Linked DNA regions of Sus scrofa: regions 1 and 2 are each linked to region 3. The links are chromatin contacts, called in public HiChIP or PLAC-seq maps. All regions are on one chromosome and are shown on one strand. The core of a region is the stretch at or near the end of the contact, and the rest is flanking DNA. Distances in the headings are between cores, read along the strand shown. Region 1 overlaps KLF7 (Kruppel like factor 7). Region 2 has its middle 110 kb from the start of CPO. Region 3 has its middle 110 kb from the start of CREB1.

Region 1 (4,579 bases), core at 906-3,405, 280 kb after region 3:
AATACTGTGCATGATTGAAGAAAATGTGAGGAAGGGAGGGAGAAAATGCAACAGACAGACTTGTACAGCCTGTTACTAGGAAACCACATCAGCATTAAATACAGTGTGCTAATTGGCTATCCTGTTTCTGCCTGGGTACCAGCCTGGGCCTGCTACACAGCTGTTTCTGCTCTTTCTGGTTGCTAGGTAACTGCATCAATTTTTTTTTCCCCCTCTTTGTATTCTGGAGGCTAATTGGCTACTTCTGCTCCTGGTGTTGCTGCTGGGTACCAGTCTGGGCCTGCTGCTCTGCTGTTTTCCAAAGGGATTTAATGGGGGGAGGGGAGGAAAAAGGGAAAGGAAGATATGCCGGCAATTAATGGAGCGTAAGTGCAAATTCTACACAATGTCTGGCACCTGCGTCCCCTCAGCCTGCTTTCTCAACTAAATCCTTTAGCTATGAAAACACATTAGAATCTTCAAGTCTTTCTTCTCCCTGCTTACCTTTTGAATATAGTTTAAAAGAAACAAGATATTTGAAGGCATTACTTCAATGATGGATTTGATCTTCTTAAGAAAGAACTGGCAAATTATTACACATCTGTAGCTGATATGGACACTAATAGAATTTGTGCAGACATTAAAATTTCTAACTTAATAACAAAGCAGCATCTTTAACATCTTAAGGAGAATGCCATTTTATCTCTCAAATGGACCAAATTCTCTTGTAGCCATTCTTCTTGATACCATACAGAGTATAAAGAAATCAAATGGACTTAAAAGCAATTATGAGATTTTCCCAGCTGTTTTATTCATTAAGAAGAAGTAAAGGGAAGCATCTAGACCGTTGAATTTCCATTATGGATTTCATTCCTCGGATGTGTGTAGCACATGTCCTAAGTACTTTTTTGGTGATACCATCGCATTTTTACATAGAAATAAGCATCTGATTTTTTGCTTGCACATCTGATTTTTCTTTCCTTATAGCAAACAAGAAAATGGAGTACAACATAAACCTAAAACCAGTTTTTGTGATTTTTTTTAAAGCATAATTACTTTCCATATTATTCTATTTCCTAAGTAGAGGTTTCCATTTCATCATTATTGAAATTCTTCCTGGAAGTGTGGGGAGGAAGATTCTTCAGAAATGAACTGATGCTTCAAGGAGTTTGCACTTGAAATGGTTGAGAAAGTGTATGTAAATTGAGGCCCCTGGAAGAGCCAACTTCATCCCCCTGGGAAAAAAGCCTGTTTTATTGAGAAAAACTAAGAGCATGTTGTGTGACTGTGCACAGAAATAGTTAGCAAAGGCAACTCTTACTTGATGCTAATGGCTGGTAGTGGTTTCCCATACTAATGAGATCTGTCCTCCTCGATCGAAAGTAAAACAGGAGAAGCTCTCTTCTGAGCCACAGCCCTGCCAGTAGTAAGGAGATCAGATCAAGCCCTATGGAATCATTGCTGCTTCAAGTATCCTTAAAATAGGTAGAAGGCTTCAAACCAGGCTAGGATGATGGAATGAAGAATGCAGTATTCCACAGATCTTAAGGAAACCAGCTAGCCATTAGTAGTGATTGAACTCCAGATGAAAACCTCGTTATCAGAGGATAACTACAGAGCAGGTATGCATAGATATTATTTCTCTGTCTAATAAAAGGACCCGTTGTTAATCTTTTTGAAATATCATGGGTCAACTGAGTACCATGCTGTCAACTGAAGCAGGATATGGAGCACAAACCCAAGGAAATCCCAGCTGTTTTTGTCCATTGCTCCTCACTCATCGATTGGATGTGGTTACGTAGCTTCATTTTGATTCTGATGAGACCTGAGAAGCCCAAGGCACGGGTCTTGGAAGGCGGAAGCTGTCACGGTTTGCCCCAGCCGTAAACAAACACCAGTACCCACTTTCCTAGCTTCCCGCATTCCTGCTCTTCAGGTGGGCAGATTTTTATTCTTTGTATGTGTCCACCTTTAAAGCAATGGTGAGAGTGTCAGCATGCTCTGGGGGCTAAGGAAAGGAGGTGTTTCACGAAGCTGCTTCAAACGTTCAATTCTCTTCAGGCACAAAAGGCCTGCTTTGCTAATTCTCATCTGCACACAACATTGCTACTGCTTGTGTGAGGTCCATCCACTGACAAACCTGGAAAAGAGAAGTCTGGCGGCTGCCAGGAGCCTAGCAGGACTGCTGCTAACCCATGGCATGCCTTTGTGCAAATGAAAAAAACCACTCCCCTTCCTTAGGGGCAGAGGCAGCCGTGTGCTTGAGAGGCAGGGCTGGATTCGGCCCCCTCAGCCCTTCAGCTGGACACCCTGTGCTCACAACCTCACGTGGCCGCCTGCACCCCAGGGGAGCTGATCTGCTCAGCGGGCCTTGCCTGACCCTTCAAGAACTTGAGAAGCTAATGAGGTCTGGCAGGAACATGAAAGTCGTGTGACTGTTCCAGGGAGGCGTTGGGACCTCCTTTCGATGGCTAAAGAGGCCAGCCATTGTGTGTGAGAGCAAACCTTTTAGCCCAGCTCTTTGCACATGTGACATCATTAGGTGCCTAATGCAGTGGTTCCCAACCTGGGCCCATTTTCTCCCTCGGGGGACCTTTGGCGATGTCTGGAGATATTTTGGGTTGTCGCCTTTTGGAGGAGGGGTTGCTACTGGCATCTGGCAAGTGGAGGGCAGGGATACTGGCAAACATGCTACAGTACACAGGGCAGCCTCCACAGCCGAGAACCATCCAGCCCCAAATGGCCAGGATTGAGAAAGCCTGGCCTAACGCAACCCAAGCCATCTTTCATTTCATCTCTTTGGGTTACTCTTGCACCACTTGCCAAATGTTTCCTCATCCTTTTAAGACTACTGACCAAGTGCTGCCTTCCCTTTTGTGCTCTTTGAAAAATTGACTAAGTATCACTATTGTATAATTTATTTTTTCTGTCTGGTAGACAATTTGCTGTACCCACCCCCACCCCCAGCTCCCTTTGCTTTCTAGAATTAACATTCATGCTTATAGCTCCTCTCAAATGACATCCCCTCCCCTCTTGCTGTAGGCTCCTGACCTGTAATAATTTGCGATTTCGCTGAGGCAGGGATTTAAATCGCATGGGCCGCCAGGCTGATAGGTGGGAGAGAGGCTTTTAGCCAGGAAATGGGTCTAGCTGACCAGGCACTAACGATCATTTTCTACCTGTCCTCTCACGTACAGCAGCCTCGCCAAATTATAACAATGGTTTTCTTATTATCAAACAGAAGGTTGACTGTTAGGGCACAAATAAGTTTGGGAATAAGTGTTTTCAGTCGGAAAATAGAACTTGCATGTGGAAACCTGTATTGCACTAGTATGTGCTTCCTCAGTCCGTTTCCTCATTCATGGTCAGGTTCTCACCAGCACCTGGAGGAGAGTACCCTGATGCATTTTGAGTTCTCAGGGAGGAAGGTGCTACCTCAGGTAAAAAGATTTTAAGTGGCATTATCTGCCAGACACGTACTTTCTGCTTGCATTTTGTCAGGAGATGTGAATTATGCATTGGCCCTTTCAACTGCATTCACATGCATAGAAAATAACTTTGTCAGACGTGTCATCCCCAGATACAATGGACAATATGCTATTATAATTGTGTGGAGATAATACTGCTGACATTATTCCTCTCATACATGTGAATGTGGCTGTAGGGAGGACGTGACATCTGTGTCTTTCACACAGATTAGCTTATCCCTTGCCACTTGGAGAGATTGTGATTAGTGAGCTGGCCTCCTGGGGTCATGGTAAGTGTCATGTTTGGGATCACAGTTGTTATCAGACCTTAGTTTTAGGTCCAGTAGGGAATTAGTAATATTTATCTTGATGACCTGAAGAGGCAATGGTTATTTAGTCAGCTCCCCGGAGCAGATGTGCTAAAGAAAGGGTAGGCTGAGGCATTCCTACTCAGATTGGCCTTGGGAATGAGAAGGGAGTTGGGGACCAAACCTGGGAGTGGCTGCCTCCACATTATTGCTTGATCCAAAGACATAAGCAATAATGATATCACTTGTATTGATTGTCACCAAGAGCTTTCACATTCCTCATTGTATTTACCTCTCACCTGTGGGGTAAATCTTTTATGATTCCCATTTTATAGATAAGGAAACAGGCCCTGACAATGATTTTCAAATGTTTCTGTTCTGAACCGTAGTGCCTAACCCATTCTGTTTGTCCTTTAGAAATCAGTTGTTATTGGGGGGCGGTGTTAAATTCAAATAGAATATAAATGAATTTAGCTGTGTTTTTGGCTCAACAAAAAAAAATGGCTTAATAAGTTGCCATCCTACTTATACACATGCTAAGTAACAAGTGAGTTGTTACCATATTGTCCTATATGACAGCAAGTTTAGAACAGCTAAGAAAAAGGAATGATTGTCTTATCTATGTTCTATTTTGATTGAACTTAAGAGTATTTGATCTTGTTTTTTTCCCCCCATTTTAAAAAAGAAAGCTAGTTTTGAAGATGCCAACAAATGCAAGGCATTGATTCTCGAAATGATAGCTCAGTCCTAGTGCGTTTGCATATTTTAGAAACTTTATGAAGAGAAATCATAAATAGAAACTTCTCCCTGACCCCTTAAAAGAAT
Region 2 (4,210 bases), core at 297-2,796, 330 kb after region 3:
GGGCCACAGCAATGCAGGATCCAAGCCGAGTCTGCAACCTACACCACAGCTCACGGCAACGCCGGATCCTTAACCCGCTGAGCAAGGCCAGGGATCGAACCTGCAACCTCATGGTTCCTAGTCGGATTTGTTAACCACTGAGCCATGACGGGAACTTCCTGTCATGTCTTTTCTAACAGGAGTTTCTCTCTAGGTTCAAGATAAGTTCCAAAAGCATTGGAAGACTTTATATTCGAAAATAAATGTAAAAGCATTGTGGAATACAAGCAGACACTAATTATGAATTTTCCTTGAGGGTGACCATCCTGGTCTCTCTTAGTCACTTGAAGATCATTTCAAGAATGACAGAAGTCAACGGGGACCTGCTGTGTAGCACAGGGAACTCTACTCAATACTCTGTGATGTGGGGAAAGAATCTGAAAAACAGTGAATGTGTTTATAACAATATCACTTTGTTGCACAGCAGAAATTAACACAACACTGTAAATCAACTACACTTCAATGCAATTTTTAAAAATGGAGAGCAGTTCCCGTCGTGGCGCAGTGATTAATGAATCCGACTAGGAACCATAAGGTTGCGGGTTCGGTCCCTGCCCTTGCTCAGTGGGTTAACGATCCGGCGTTGCCGTGAGCTGTGGTGTAGGTTGCAGACATGGCTTGGATCCCGCGTTGCTGTGGCTCTGGCGTAGGCCGGTGGCTACAGCTCTGATTTGACCCCTAGCCTGGGAACCTCCATATGCCGTGGGAGCGGCCCAAAGAAATAGCAAAAAGACAAAAATAAATAAATAAAAAATAAAAATAAAAATGGAGAAAAAGAGGAATGGAAGGAATGAATCCATGGCATTGATGCGACTTGGGTCTGGCATATGTTACCTGCTCCCTAGATGCTGCTGTCATTACCAGTACTAATAGAAAGCTGGCACGTTTCGGGGGCAGCTTCTTAGATCTGAGTCTAATCTTAGTCCTTGAGAAAATAGACCTACTGCTCAACCTCACCCCAGGTCTTGGACTTGGGGGGCCTCTGCTCTCACACCAGGGGAGAAGCGACAGCAGAGGGGCTATGGCCTCTCTCCTTTTCCCTGCAGCCGCCTCAAGGCCGTGCCCCCCAGTCCTCCGCCAGGGACTTGCTAGGCAGGCTGGGGGGCCAGTGTTTCCTAGGTTCAGTCCTGCTCTTTCTCCGGAGACATCATGCCCCCAAAGCGAACCAGTGTGTTCTCCAAAAACACAACCCCCCCGTGGAAATGTTTGCCTTTTTCTTTGCTAAGTGTTATGCTTTCCATATTAGAGGTCTGATTTCCTGCCATTCTTGGAGAGTACCGGGAGGAAGAAGGGTCCGGAAGCTCGGCCCAGAGGGGAGCAGTGATTAAGCGCCCACTCATTTCCGTCCTTTTCCTTCGCAACTGCGGGAAAGGGTTTTGAGGTGTTTCTTCTGCATCGGTTATTTTTGTACAGAAAGAACAGTGGCTTTGTTAAGGGATCCCAGATGATATGCACGGAAGATGCAGCGATTTCCCTTCGGTTCTGTCACTCGCCGGCAGGGTGGCTTTCCGGAGCACCGGCTCTCGGGCCAGCTTCCTCGGCCGGTCAAAGGAGACAATACTCGCTTGTTAAATAACTTGGATTTCCTTCCAAATAAAATGTCAGGCAAATCTAACGTACTATTATTATTGCAAAAGGCTTCTCTCTTGGGAAGTAGCACTCCGCGAGAGGTGAAGAAAAGAAAGGGCAATCCTGAGAAGGGAAAGACACCAGACAGCCTCACGGAAGAATATTCTGAGCTGTTCTCCTCCCCCACTACCCCTCCCCTCCCCTCCCTCCCCTTCCTCCCCTCCCTCCCCTCCCCTCCCCTCTCTTTAGGAGGAACTTGATCGTCGTTTTCATCCCCCAATCACAGGCTGCAGTACTTACAATAGTAAAGCTGTTCCAGGGCAATGGACCTGATGGATTTGTCCTGATTCGTTTAGATTTTTGATTTAATTTTTTTATTGAGGTATGCTTGATTTGCCATGTGTTAGCTTCAGGTGTACAGCACAGTGATTCAGCGTGATATATATACGTATATATATTTTTCAGATTCTTTTCCCTTAGAGGTTATGACAATATATGGAGTATAGGTCCCTGTGCTACACAGTAGGTCCTTGTTGGTTACCTGTTTTATGCATCATAGTTTGTACATGGCGATCCCAAACTCTAGTTTACCCACCTCACCACCTTTTCCCCTTTGGCAACCTAAGTGTGTTTTCTATGTCTGTGCGTCTATTTCTGTTTCGTAAATAAGTCATTTGTATCTTTTAAAAAAACTTATTAGAGTGAAGTTAATTTACAGCGATGCGTTAGTTTCAGGTGTACAGCACAGTGAATCACATGTGTATATATATCCATTTTTTCTCAGATTCTTTTCCCCTATACGTTATTATAGAATATTGAATAGATATCTCTGTGCTATACAATAGGTTCTTGTTATTTATGTTTTGTATACAGTCATGTGTATAATTTTTTTAGATTCCACATGTAAGTGATATCATATGATATTTTTCTTTCTTTGGCTTACTTCACTTAGTATGATAATCTCTAGGTCCATCCACGTTGTTGCAAATAGCATTATTTCGTTCCTTTGTGCCGCTGAGTAAAATTCCATTGTATACATATGCTATATCTTCTTTACCCATTCATCTGTCAGTGGATACTTAGGTTGCTTCCATGTCTTGGCTCCTATAAATAGTGCTGCTATGGACATTGGGGTGCATGTATCTTTTCCAATTATGATTTTCTCTGGATACGTGCCCAGGAGTAGGATTGCAGGATGGCATGATAGCTCTATTTTTAGTTTTTAAAGGAACTTTCATGCTGTTCCCCATGGTGGCTGCACTAATTTACATTCCCACCGACAGTGTAGGAGGGTTCCCTTCTCTCCAGGATTTATTATTTGTAGGCTTTTTAATGATGGTCATTCTGACCAGAGTGAGGTGATACCTCATTGTAGTTTTCATTTGCATTTTTCTAATAATGAGTGATTTTTAATAACAGCTCTCCATAGATACAAAATAAAGAGAAACTATTCTAGTGTTCACTAGTGAAATAATAGAGTAATGGAGAAGGTTATACCCTCTTTGATTAGTTTTAATAGCTTGTCAATAGCTTTAATATGTTATCTCATTTAATATTCATAGTAAACAAGTGAGGTCAGGAGGATAGATCTTATCTAAGCCCAACTCCCTCCTTCCTCTTTGCCTTTTGAATGAGGAACCTCATGCCCATAGCGGTTGTACGATTGGCTCAAAGTCACAAAAGTGCTGAGCAAAATGCTGAGGTGAAAACATCACTTTTCTAGTAATTCCCTTCCCCTTCTCCCAAATTCTACCCTCCTGAGATGAGGTGCCTCAAGATGCAGTTCACTTAATAGTTGTTTATGTTTATATTGGGGCTATCAGAGTTCTGCAAAATGTGTTCAAAAGATGAGATTTACTATATTTTTATTAAAGTAACTAATCCATGTTTAAGGATTAAACACACAATTGCATTGTTGTATTTGGTCATTTACAAGATCAAGGGTTTTTTTTTTTCTTTTCTTTCTTTCTTTCTTTTTTTTTTTTTTTTTTTTTTTTTTTGCTTTTTAGAGCTTCACTCACGGCATGTGGAAGTGACCTCAGGCTAGGGGTCAAAATGGAGCTACAGCTGCCAGCCACAACCACAGCCATAGCAACGCAGGATCCGAGCTGCGTCTATGACCTGCACCACAGCTCACAGCAACACTGGATCCTTACTCCACTGAGTAAGGCCAGGGATCGAACCTGCATCCTCATACATACTAGTCAGGTTCATGATTGCTGAGCCACAGCGGGAATTCAAAGATTAAGGTGTTTTTATTCAGTATTTGAAAACCATACAGCATAAGAATTGGGATAAAGATGAATTAACTTACTAACTTATCTAATGAGTACAATAAGCTGAGACTGTGTTCAACATTAGGGCTTCAAAGATGCCTGAGGCCATTTATATCAGATAGAACTGTATATTTATGCTTGCTTATTTATTTTTTGGTGGTGAGAGAAATTCAACTTGAAGTGGTCTGTGCACAATGTGGAATTAATTCATTATAAGGACTGGGGTATAACATATGATAGGAATACTAGAGGGTCTTTGCGGAAACCCTAGGAGGAGAACGTGACTTCTAGTAGCACAGAAATGGGGATTCAAGAGCTGAGGGCCC
Region 3 (3,984 bases), core at 1,158-3,657:
CCATTAGCAATAAACAGGATATCAGATAGTGGAGCATTTGGGCTTCCTATTTTGTTGGATAATTGAAAAAAAAATGCATACATTTAATCACTCAGTTCCATGTAGTATAACTCTGTTTTTTAATGGGTAAATTGCAGGTGCCTCTCTTTAAAAATAATTTCCTTAAATGTGATAAGGTTTATTTTTTGGCTCATATTTGTTAGATTATTATAGTGTTTTAAAATATCTGGCTTAGATCACGTAAAATTTTTAAATTATACTTTAAGCAGCTATTAGCATAATGATATTATCTATTAATAGAGATTCCTACAGGAGTAAAGGTACCTGCAATTTACATGAAATCAGAAAAGTGGTGTGATTAGTAGCATCACAACAGACCCAGCATGACTGTTGTAATGACTGCATTTCCCGTCACTGTAATTATCTCCTAAAACTTTTATTGGGGACATTGATTGCCATTTGCTCACTCATTCACTTTGACAAAGTGGACTGATGAACAAATGCCAGGAGTGAACCAGTGGCCATGCAGGGCCTGTGGCAAATAGGCACTGGATGATTACCAAATGAACTGTTCACATTGGCCAGGACAGTTTGACCTTTCTGGGTTCAAAATAAATGAAAGATTTCATATTTCTTTCAATTACCAAGATTTTAAGTGAAGAAGATAAATGAGAGATGGTGATTTTCAAAGAGAAAATGTGAAATGCTGACTCGTATTGGAAGGACATGAGGCACAAGTCACGTCTCGCCTGTCGGCGTCCTTCTGTTCACCTGTTTGAGGGAAGGGATTTGGCTTCTTGAATCCGTCCACTTCTCTCCTTGTTCAGGGTCAGGTCTGTAAGCCAGGCTGCCATCAGCTCTCCTGTGGACTACTTCAGCTGCCTTCTAACTGCTCTCCCCGCTTTTCACTGCACCACTCTCCAATTTTTCTCTCTCCTGCAGACAAAGGACTCTTCCTAAACAGCAGATCTGATCATGTCACTCCGCCTGCTTAAAGTACTTCTCTGACTCCCCAGATCTTTATTCTGGTTTATAAGGCCTTTCGTTATCTGATCCACACTTAGCCCTGCAGCCTTACATGGCTCACCACACCCCTGTGGAATGCTTCATATACCCCAGCCACAAGGATCCAGAAGGGCTCTCCTTTCTGACCCTGGCCTCCACTCTCCTCCTCTCTTTGGTTTAACTTCCAATCACCTTCCAGGCTTAGGTGTTCCCCTGGCACTCCAAGGGCATCCTTAACTCCTCTTTTTTCACTTACCACACTGTTCCGAAATTGCCTCTTGACTTGTCTGCTTCTGCTGTTAATTCGATGAGAGCAGAACTGGGCCTGTCTGGTTCATCTTGTATCCTTAGCATTAAATGTGGAGAGAAGACAGCCAGACATGATGAAAGAGGGAGCGACTCTTTTTTCCAACTTTGCTTGTAGCTGCTCTTAAGTCAGGTCAAAGGCAAAATGTTAATGTAGCCCCAGTATCTATTTCTAGGTATGGCTCCACACTTTCCCTGTACAAGTGGGTTTTCTTTTTGGAAGATGGGTCAAAGGATGGAATGAAAAGTGAGACTGTGGTTCTAATTGGTTGTTGTGAGTATAGAAAATGTAAATGTGGGTGAACGCGTTTGGTCTATTTCTCCCAGACCCAGACGGGAAGGACCTCGAGCACACACCCGTGCCTGTGTGGGTATCTGGGTGTATTGTGTTGCTCAGCATGGAGATGGGTTAGCTTTGTTAGAAATTAATGCCTGTGAGTTCTTCTGATAAAGCAGTTGCTGAGCTCTGCTTTCTCTGCCAAAGAATGACCTATGTGTGTCAAAATGGTATGTTTCAGAAAGAAAAAAGTCACAAATCCTGGAAGGTTACCCTGAGATATCTATTCATTACTATAGCCCAGATTTAATGACTAGAAAAGAGGTGGTTTTTTTTTTTTTTTAACTCTTTGAATGTGGCTGTACATGTGTGCATATGTGATTAGCATTGGCTCAAACCAATTTAGAAGAATGTAGCTTATATCAAGAAAGTAAAATTGCAGAATATGAAAGAGGTAACCTGGGATATCCAGTCACAGATAGGCTGTGGGATTGTAGTTTGATTTTTTTTACATTCTTAAAAATTATTTTGAATACACATTTTTTCCCCAAAACTTTTTCTCCCACCATCTCCCCACAGCCCCAATGAGACTTCTTTGGAGGTAGGCCAGACTTTGCTGTGCCCTTCTCTCGGTCACAGACTAGCAGATAATTGTGGAAATGTTCTCTTGACGTTGCTTAGCCCCGTGACTGCAACAGGCACCTGAAGCTGCATGGCTCCCTTTGTCTCACGAATAGTACAAATTGGGTAATGCATTTGAGCAAGGCTGGCGGATTCCTGCCAGGATGAAGGCAGAATCAGAAGCAAAGGAAATCTAAAAGATGCCTGTTTCACTTCCTCCCTGCACTTCCCTGTGCTGGGTCCACACAGTCTGATGCAAACACCTAGTAAGCTGGCTTGCTGATAAATCACAGAGCAAGGTGATGTGTCTTTGCATTTCTTGAAAAACAATCAGATGGTGAGAGCCTGCCACTCGTTGCTGGCAAGAACTTTAGTGATTTGTAGCCACCCAAATAATCTCTTCTTTTCCACTTTTCTGTTTGGGGCTTTAAGATGTATCTTGTTTCTTTAAGCAAAACAGCTGACTTGACTTGTGTCTGACTTCTGGGAATAATTGAATTCTTCTGGCGGGGGCTGAGTAACCAGAGAGCAGCAAATGAAAATTTCACTCTGAAACACACCCACACTCACCCACATGCAGACATGTGGGCTCGGCCACAGAGCTCTCTGTGGTTTAGGGAGAGAGATTTGGGGAATATTCATGTATTATTTGCCTTTTTAATTTCCCAGCCTATTTTAGGGGTCAAATCTATAAATCTCAACATGGAAAGTGGGAAAGTGAAACTTTATATGGTCAAGAGGCATGTGGATTTTTAAAAGTTGAGAAACATTGTGACAGAGAAGTAGGGTCATTTAGTGATCTCGCAGCCCTGCTTTGATGGAAAAACCATGCTCTGGTAGAGGAGGAAGTCAGAGCGGCAAAGAAACTAACAATATTTGAATGTTCACTTCCTCTTGACGCACTTTGAGTGAATCGGCATATGTAATTCTCACAACAAAGCTGCTATTCCACCTATTTTTACAGATGATGAAGATAAGGATTCGAAAGATTTAATATGCTCAGGTACATCCATCTGGTAAGAGACAGAATTGGGACTTGAACCCAGATTGCTCTGATGTCAAATATAGCTCCAATTATATCACTTTAAACCACTGGGGCGGGGTGGGGGGGGAGGATCTACAACCTACATAACTATGGACTGTGGAGTTGCTCCTCTACTTGTCACAGCAGCGTCATTTCTCTTGCTCCCTTGCCCTCCTGTCTCCCTGAAAGGTTTTGAAAGGCTCATTACTGCTGGGTAGCTCCAGGGAACATCCCCAGTACAGCAGACCTGCCTTCCTTTCGAAGTTGGACATGGCACCAGCATGCGCGTCTTTACACAGAATTAGGAAGGAACATTTTTTTTTTTTAAGATTTGTATTTTTTTTTACAGCAGTTTTTAGGTTCATGGCAAAATTGAGAGGAAGTTGCAGAGATTTCTCATCCCCCCATTCACAGCCTTCCCCATTATCAACATCCCACACCAGAGTGATACATTTGTTGCAACTGATGAGCCCACATGGACACATCATTATCACCCAAAGTCCAGGGGTTTACATTAGGGTTCAGTCTTGGTGGTGTACATTCTATGGTTTGGGATGAACGTATAATGACGTATATCCATCATCATAGTGTTGTACAGAGTATTTTCGCTGCCCTAAAAATCTCTTATGTTCCACCTATTCATAATTCCTCCCTTGTCCCCAAATCCCTGGAAACTCCTGATCTTTTTACAGTCTCTACAGTTTCAATTTTTTTACAACTAGAAAGGTAAGGATGTGGGGTGATTTATTGA

What was found. HiChIP or PLAC-seq counts read pairs in DNA pulled down with a chosen protein or histone mark.
Region 1: an H3K27ac HiChIP or PLAC-seq map of alveolar macrophages shows a contact between it and region 3. The contact joins two enhancer-like sites. A contact is called at or near these places in 2 of 47 Hi-C or Micro-C datasets (embryonic fibroblasts and epiblast stem cells) and 1 of 2 datasets of contacts at active chromatin or transcription factors (alveolar macrophages).
Region 2: a contact with region 3 is called in an H3K27ac HiChIP or PLAC-seq map of skeletal muscle, with 5 times the contacts expected there. The contact joins two enhancer-like sites. A contact is called at or near these places in 2 of 47 Hi-C or Micro-C datasets (embryonic fibroblasts and liver) and 2 of 2 datasets of contacts at active chromatin or transcription factors (alveolar macrophages and skeletal muscle).

The regions. Positions count from the first base shown.
Region 1 is chr15:110,316,312-110,320,890 of Sscrofa11.1, reverse strand. All of the region lies in intron 2 of KLF7 (Kruppel like factor 7), which reads left to right. Among named protein-coding and RNA genes, the nearest start is that of KLF7, 61 kb to the left of the region's middle. Within about 2 kb of position 2,155, at least 8 of the 83 cell types and tissues checked have an H3K27ac peak or open chromatin away from gene starts, as enhancers often do. A contact at or near this core is called in alveolar macrophages, where this site is marked.
Region 2 is chr15:110,267,902-110,272,111 of Sscrofa11.1, reverse strand. No RefSeq gene overlaps it. Among named protein-coding and RNA genes, the nearest start is that of CPO, 110 kb to the right of the region's middle. Within about 2 kb of position 1,546, at least 24 of the 83 cell types and tissues checked have an H3K27ac peak or open chromatin away from gene starts, as enhancers often do. A contact at or near this core is called in skeletal muscle, where this site is marked.
Region 3 is chr15:110,597,819-110,601,802 of Sscrofa11.1, reverse strand. No RefSeq gene overlaps it. Among named protein-coding and RNA genes, the nearest start is that of CREB1, 110 kb to the left of the region's middle. Within about 2 kb of position 2,407, at least 30 of the 83 cell types and tissues checked have an H3K27ac peak or open chromatin away from gene starts, as enhancers often do. A contact at or near this core is called in alveolar macrophages and skeletal muscle, where this site is marked.